Linked DNA regions of Salvelinus alpinus: region 2 is linked to region 1. A link is a contact called in public Hi-C data. All regions are on one chromosome and are shown on one strand. Each heading gives the region's core, a stretch centred on a gene start, on an enhancer-like site or on the middle of the called end of the contact. The rest is flanking DNA. Distances are from core to core; before and after follow the strand shown. Region 1 holds the start of LOC139550767 (uroporphyrinogen decarboxylase-like). Region 2 holds the start of LOC139550770 (very long chain fatty acid elongase 4-like).

Region 1 (3,669 bases), core at 538-3,037:
GTGGACAGCACCAGAGGCCATCAACTATGGCTCCTTCACTATCAAATCAGACATGTGGTCCTTTGGAGTCCTCCTGTATGAAATCATTACCTATGGAAAAATACCTTACCCAGGTAATTACATGCAACCGTATACACATAAACACACACAATACTTTCATATTTAAGACTAACTACTCAAGCCTGATTTCCCCACGATATGCTGACAAAATATAGAGCTTGAATGAACGAAATAATAGGCGTTAACATATATTTATCGCCATCTGCTGGTTAATGACAGATATTGCATGAGATCGTTGAGGGGTATTCTCCAGAGAAGGACCCTGTATTTGGTTTGATGGTATTTATTGTGATGCGTCAGGAAATACCAAATACCTGCTGACTTTATTTGTATTTTTTCCGCTATTGATCAACCATTTTCCCCACAGAAAATAGAATTGGTCACATTTGCTTTTTTCAATTTGGGTCGAACTGCATTTCAGAGTATCTGCTTCGCCTCACTTCTGAATCTTTCTGTTCCCTTTTTCCTTTTCAAGGGATGAGTAATGGTGAGGTGATGACTTCCGTGCAGAGAGGTTATAGAATGCCCCGCCCTGAGAACTGTCCCACCGAGCTCTATGACATCATGACCAGCTGTTGGAAGAGCAAGCCAGATGACAGGCCTACATTTGACTACATCCAGAGTGTCCTAGATGACTTTTACACCGCCACAGAGGGCCAGTACCAACAGCAGCCCTAGGAAGTCAATGTTTGAGTCCCAATAGGGCTCTGGCCAAAAGTAGTGCACTATGTAGGGGATAGGGTGTCATTTGGGATGTACATACATCTGCCAATGTGCTAGTTTCATTATGAAATAGTCAATCCACCAGCAACAATATCAGCTATTCAGTGGAAGTAGATATTGTCGGACAAGTTGACTGCTTGTTTATTTGTTAAGCAAGCTAAAGATGAATCTATGAATTCAACTTCATATTGAAGTATAGACCTGCTTGTGCATTTCAGCATTTCACGGAAAATGATCGAATAACAAATGGCTTACTGTTGACTGACTCTGATCAAACCTGTCGAATAATTATCACATTCAACAGCACAAAATAGACATTCTACCACATATTTATTATCACTTTAGCCATATCTGTTTGCCATGTTGAATTCAAGCATACATTTTACCAGTACAGATGCTTACCTTTTCATCTATTACATTTCTATTTTTCTTTATATTTCAAGGTACATTGATTTATTTTAGCAGCTGGTCTTTTGGGTTATTTTCTGAATTACGAAAATAATGAGACTAATGATTTATTTCATGTATATTTGTTGTATTTTAGTTTTATTTGCAATGAGATATTGATGTGTGACATCACGTGTTTGTGATTGTATTAACCTGAATAAATGCAAATGATATGTATCAATAAAAATACTTATTTGCAGATATTTCATAATTTTGGCCTATAATAAGTCATTTGAAAAGTGTCATCAGCACTAGAAAGTTATATTATATACTATCTATGCCAGAAATATAAGTATTTATCTTCAGACAAGACAAGTGGCGTTCCATGTCCTCTTTTTGTACTAGCGCTTTTCAGTTAATTCACTTCTCCATGCGATGTGAGATCTGATTTAAAATCAGATCATTTGAGTCAGTGAATTAACTTACAAAACATGAAAAATATCAATCAAAAGATGTTATAAACGGACAACTACCGATATCACAGTGCGCAACATTCAAGATTCGGGGATCGCGAGGCAAAAAGTTGAAACGTAACCATAGTGGTCACGTGACTTTCTAAAGATGGCCGCGCCCTGTAACCGAGGGGTGTGACATAATTTTAGTTGTACAACATTCTGGATGACAGTTAAGAAGCAGACAGCATTGTGCCACTGACATCTAGGACAAGTAAACATCATTTCTACACTTTCTCAACCATTGTATCATCTGTCCCATCATGGAAAATGACGATCTAATACTGTACGTATATTCTGTATACCTAGATACTCTAAAGCAAGCAATTGTTAGCCGACTAACTAGCTTACCATTTAGCTTGTATAGAATAATATACATTTTATTCGTAGCGTTACAAAACACTGAACCATTAGCTATCTATCTATTACGTCGACATTCAAGTGCATGCAGTGTTGTTTGTGTTCTTCTAATGCTTGATTGTAGCTAGCTAGTTCTTTTTTTAATTGTGTGCTAAGAAGCTAGCTAGTTAACTGCTAACAGAGTCACTAAAGGAACACGATGAAGACTTGCAGCATGTCACATTGAAGTATTGTCAGGGGTTAGGCTTGGTACATAAAGCATTTGTGACAGTGTCACTATGAAGTTGCATGAGAAAGAGAGAACCTGCATAATTTCATTCAACCGTTTCACAATGTGCAGCTGAGAACAGAGAGGGGGGACTTATCTTTTACGATCACATGCTCCTACAGCACGCTATAGTGGGTGGCCAACACGATAACTAGGATAAGGGGAGGAGTAGGCCTTGCCTCTGATAAGAATATGACCTCATATGGTCTCATTCCATCTTTGACATGATATTTCGTTTTTAGCCCCAAAGACTTCCCTAAGTTGAAGAATGATGCATTCCTCCGTGCATGCCAAGGCCAGGAGACCAACCATGTTCCTGTGTGGTGTATGAGACAGGCTGGACGCTACCTGCCAGGTGGGCCTCACTACACCCTCATATTCTCTTCATTGACATAAGAGACTAACATTAACAAGCACTAGGCTAAATCAAATATGAGTAAGTTGTTATTGTTTGAATGGACCCATCCATCTTTTAATGAGTTGCTGGTATTGACATGTCTGTTTGTAGAGTTCCGTGAGTTCAGAGCTGGGAAGGACTTCTTTGAAACGTGTCGGTCACCTGCAGCCTGCTGTGAACTCACTCTCCAGGTAGCTAAGCAGTACAGGTATAAAACGATCTACAAAACATCTTAGCCTTGATTGATAACATTCACCTATTTTTTGTTGTTGTCTTCTCACAGCCATTGAGACGTTTCCCATTTGATGCTGCCATCATCTTCTCAGATATCCTGGTTATCCCACAGGTAAGAATAGTCCTTGTCTGACAAATATTTTTATTTGCCATTACTTTACTCAATTCAGTTACAAGTGTTCTTCCTCCTCTCTACATACTAGACAAAGAGATGACATGAGGTACAGTAAGAAGGTCATCTCTTTGTGTAGTATGTGGAGAGGAGGAAATACATAACTCAGATACAGTATGAGGAATGGAACTGCCCAATGAATGTCTGGGTTTATGTGTGCTCCTGCTACCAGGCCATGGGTATGGATGTCCAGATGGTGGCAGGAAAGGGCCCTACGTTCCCAGAGCCCCTAAAGGAGCCAGAAGACCTGCTGCTCCTGCAGCACAAGGTGGACGTCAACAAGGAGCTGGGCTATGTCTTCAAGGCCATCACATTGACACGCCACAAACTGGATGGCAAGGTCCCTCTGATCGGCTTCACTGGTGCCCCGGTGAGATGGCACACACACACATACACACACACAGAGAGAGACAACACTTTTCAATAAAGAATCTATTGGTTGCTTCAATAGTCAGAAGAAAAAAATGTGTTGTATTTTGGTTTTCTTAGACTAGTGGCTTTGGTAAAGTGGCCCATATCATCATCTGTTTTCCCCTGTAGTGGACCCTAATGGCCT
Region 2 (3,669 bases), core at 360-2,859, 140 kb after region 1:
GCAATTGCAAAGCATTGCAGTGGATATGAGTTACCCGCATTGCCAGTGGGCTGGTGTTGTAGTCCACAGGCTGACATAATATACTATAATTTGCCAACCAGGATGACGCTGTGAACTGAGGAGAGAGTAAAATGCATTAAAATACTATATGCTTACAGGTAGAGAAATAGCTACTCATCATCACTTATTTACACATACACTATATAACAAGGATGTAGATAGGTACTGTAATGTGTACAATAGATCCAAAGCACATCCAATATGAGTAAAATAGCTACACGTTATCCATGCTTTCCAGTTTCCATACCTCATAGAACATGTAGGCAGACAGGCAGACCATAGCAAAGTTGTAAATGATGAGCACAGGCTTGAGGTTGACTGGCTGTCTCTGAGCCATCAGCTTGGGGCCCACCCATATTAGGAGCAGGTAGCACAGGAAGATGCAAGTGATTGGCACAGGTGAGTACACCAGCAACCAGCTGTCAGTTCTTTTGTCTGAAAGCACACAGAGACCGCATTACTATAGGATAAGAAAATGGATAGGTGAAGCAATGATTTACATATGTTGGTCTTGTACTGGTAACTTCAGTCAGCAATGTCTGGTTTTAGAAGCTGGGCACAGTTACCTCCATTATCTAGCACCCCTTGGTAGAACAGTTGGATTTTCTGCCATGTTGTGGCCATCCCTAAACGCTGCAAAAATGCATTATATGATGAGTTAAATGCATTTTATCACTTTACATTATATAAAGTAAATATTCACTCTGATGAAGCTATCCAAATAGTTGGTGTGAATTATTTGCTCCTAGAAGTTTACATTTTATAACTCATATAAGCAGATTTCAGAAGGATGTCTATGCAAGCGACAGTACTGCCACCTAACGTCAGATTGGTAAATTATGAAAAGGGTCACAATTGCAAAACAAGCACAGAAATACTGTATCTGAGACGTTTTGTTGATAGGCTACTCAAATCAGTCGGCCGGCTGGATAAGCTAAAGTAGGTTTAGCTTCTTGCTTCAGGAGGATTTAGAAAATCCCTGACACAACGACACAGCATATTGAACCTCGGATAACCTCTTCTGTATTTTAACTCTCTGTCGCCTACAAGAGTTACACTTTATTGATTTTTTCTCTCTCACAGAAGTGTGTATAGCTCTTTATGAAATAACAAGGTGTTGGCATGAATAGTGGTATAGATAATAATGGTGATGATACAATTATGAAGGTATTTCTCTTGGTTATACCACTACAGTCTAGGCTAGAGGGACATTCCTTTTAGGAATGACAAAATAACTATTTAGGCTAGGCCTAACTGATTTTGTCATACGAAAGTCATTTATAATAGGCTGTAATTGTCTATTTTCAGGTGCGAGATTAACAGAACTTACTTCGTAGGCTGCACTCATCGACCGGAATGCACAAATTGCAGATCTGATGGTCGCAAACCATCTAACCATGGTTGAATTTGTCCGCCATCCAGCGCAGCATTCTCTCTGAGTGTTGATGGCGATATGAGTGAGCTGAATTGTCGTTTACCATCACCCCCCGCGGCAATGAGGTAATCCACCTGCTGTGCATGGTATTTTAGCCTATAGCTGAGCCCTAGGCTATCTATGTGTACTTTTCCCACCACTGCTCCAGACAAGCAAAATAAATCTACCCTGCCCCACCCTTTATAACATAGAAACACAACATATTGAAATGATTTTGATTACATTAATACAACAACATAATCATAAGTTTAATTGTGAATTCAGATTAGTTATATAGAACATAGTAGGCGTAGGCTACCTGCTTGTGAATAACCAGTATCTAACCATGGAACAACCAGCAACCTGGAACGTAAATCTTATGTCGGAGTCCGGAATGTATATATCATATATGTATATATACACTACCTTTCAAAAGTTTGGGGTCACTTAGAAATGTCCTTGTTTTCCATGAAAACATACATGAAATTAGTTGCAAAATGAATAGGAAATATAGTCAAGACGTTGACAAGTATACCCTGAAGTCATGCACACTGCCCTGCATGGGTTCGGTGACTGTCAGTCCAACTTTCCTTAGCACAGCATCTGTCTACAGACACCTCCGTAAGGTTTGACCTGCAGACTTCATAAACTGCAGAGGAGAGCAGGACCTGTCACCAGACCACATGTAGGGAAGACATACTGTATTTCAAGGGCCTAAATAATTCCAGTTTACTGTACAGGTTTGCCTTATCAGACACAATTGACAGGTACAGACAAAATCAAATTTAATTCATACAAAACTATTTATCGGACGGTCAAGTCACTGACACAAGCCACCACCATGCTAATTAACAATTACTCATCTCAGAAACGACACAGACAATGTTAATTGGAGTCCTGTTTATCTGCATCTGACCCATGATTGTGGTGGTGCTGATGATGCTGCTGGTGGTGGGGGTACTGATGATGCTGGTGATGTATGTGTGACATGTTACCACCCCCCTCAGACGACATCTGGCGTCCATCAATTTGGAACTGGGTTGCTGACGGTATCGACATCAATAGACCTCACTGTATCAACCACTGTGCTGTCTGTCTCGTTAACACGCATCTCTGAACTGCTCAGTGTCTCGTTTCTCTGGGTGCTGTTCCACCCAGCTGAGGAGGTTGTGTTGGAGTCCACCTGTAGAAGAGTAGAACAAACTAAAGTTAACAAAATAGGTACAAGCTAAAAATACACCTAGGAGATCCGCAGAGAGATCTCTATTATTTGGTTCACTAATCAGAACCTTTATTACGCTACAAAGCCGAATCATAGAGAATTACTAGAAAGAGAAGAGTCTGTGGTGTTTTCCTGTTTTAGTAATTGTATTTCTATGGAGCACTTCTGCAGACAGTAGTGTTTTCAATTGAGAAGCCAAACTGAAATGAAATGTCTGCAGTTCCCTTAAGAATTGTGCTTTCACTTACGGTGCAGTTGCCACAGATGTCCTTGTGGTAGGTGGCTCTGACGGCTGCCTCTATGTAGGGGTAGTGGAGGAAGCTGTAGGGTAGGACTATGTGGAACGTCAGTCTCCCACATCTGTCAGAGAGAGGAGGGGATAGGAGAGAGATACATTACATGGCCACACGAATGAGGTGTCACACCAGTTCTAAAGATCTCTGTAGATAGAAAATGTCTCAATAAAACCTGATAGATACTTCATACCATTAAAGTCAAAGAGCAGTGATAAGCTTTAGATTAGGGCTGACGGGTTTCCTTCAATCAATACAAGCCCATTCCTTATTCATGAGAGATGTATCATTTTGAGAAACAACATGACAGTATTTTGGGCCTCTTTGATGGCTCTTATCTGTCATATTGAAGTGAAGAAGTAATTCAGTTACTCTTGGAGGACAGTGGAAGTTGAAAAAATGACTTATTTATTGTTTAACTTCTTGACGCTAGGAGGCAGAATTTTTATGTTTGGAAAAATAACGTTCCCAATGTAAACGGCCTATTTCTCAGGCCCAGATGCTAGAATATGCATATAATTGACAGATTAGGATAGAAAACACTCTAAAGTTTTCAAAACTGTCAGAATATTGTCTGTGAGTATAACAGAACTGATTTTGCAGGCGAAAACCTGAGGAAATCCAACCCGGAAGTGCCTCTTATTTGGAAAAATCCCTGTTCCATTGCCTGCCTATCCTCC

The links. A called contact is a pair of places that touch in the nucleus more often than the background predicts.
Region 2: a contact with region 1 is called in a Hi-C map of red muscle, with 5 times the contacts expected there. The contact joins the promoter of LOC139550770 here to the promoter of LOC139550767 in region 1. A contact is called at or near these places in 2 of 3 Hi-C or Micro-C datasets (muscle and red muscle).

Annotation. Positions count from the first base shown.
Region 1 is chr23:29,878,505-29,882,173 of SLU_Salpinus.1, forward strand. LOC139550767 (uroporphyrinogen decarboxylase-like) reads left to right here and starts at 1,788. Exons shown (of 10, transcript XM_071361899.1): 1 at 1,788-1,968; 2 at 2,553-2,665; 3 at 2,819-2,898; 4 at 2,991-3,053; 5 at 3,286-3,483; 6 at 3,654-3,669. The coding sequence starts at 1,946. LOC139550763 (tyrosine-protein kinase Lyn-like) reads left to right here. Exons shown (of 13, transcript XM_071361894.1): 12 at 1-113; 13 at 536-1,441. The coding sequence ends at 738.
Region 2 is chr23:30,020,211-30,023,879 of SLU_Salpinus.1, forward strand. LOC139550770 (very long chain fatty acid elongase 4-like) reads right to left here and starts at 1,610. Exons shown (of 8, transcript XM_071361904.1): 1 at 1,391-1,610; 2 at 627-693; 3 at 308-495; 4 at 35-115. The coding sequence starts at 1,459. It also overlaps the pseudogene LOC139550771.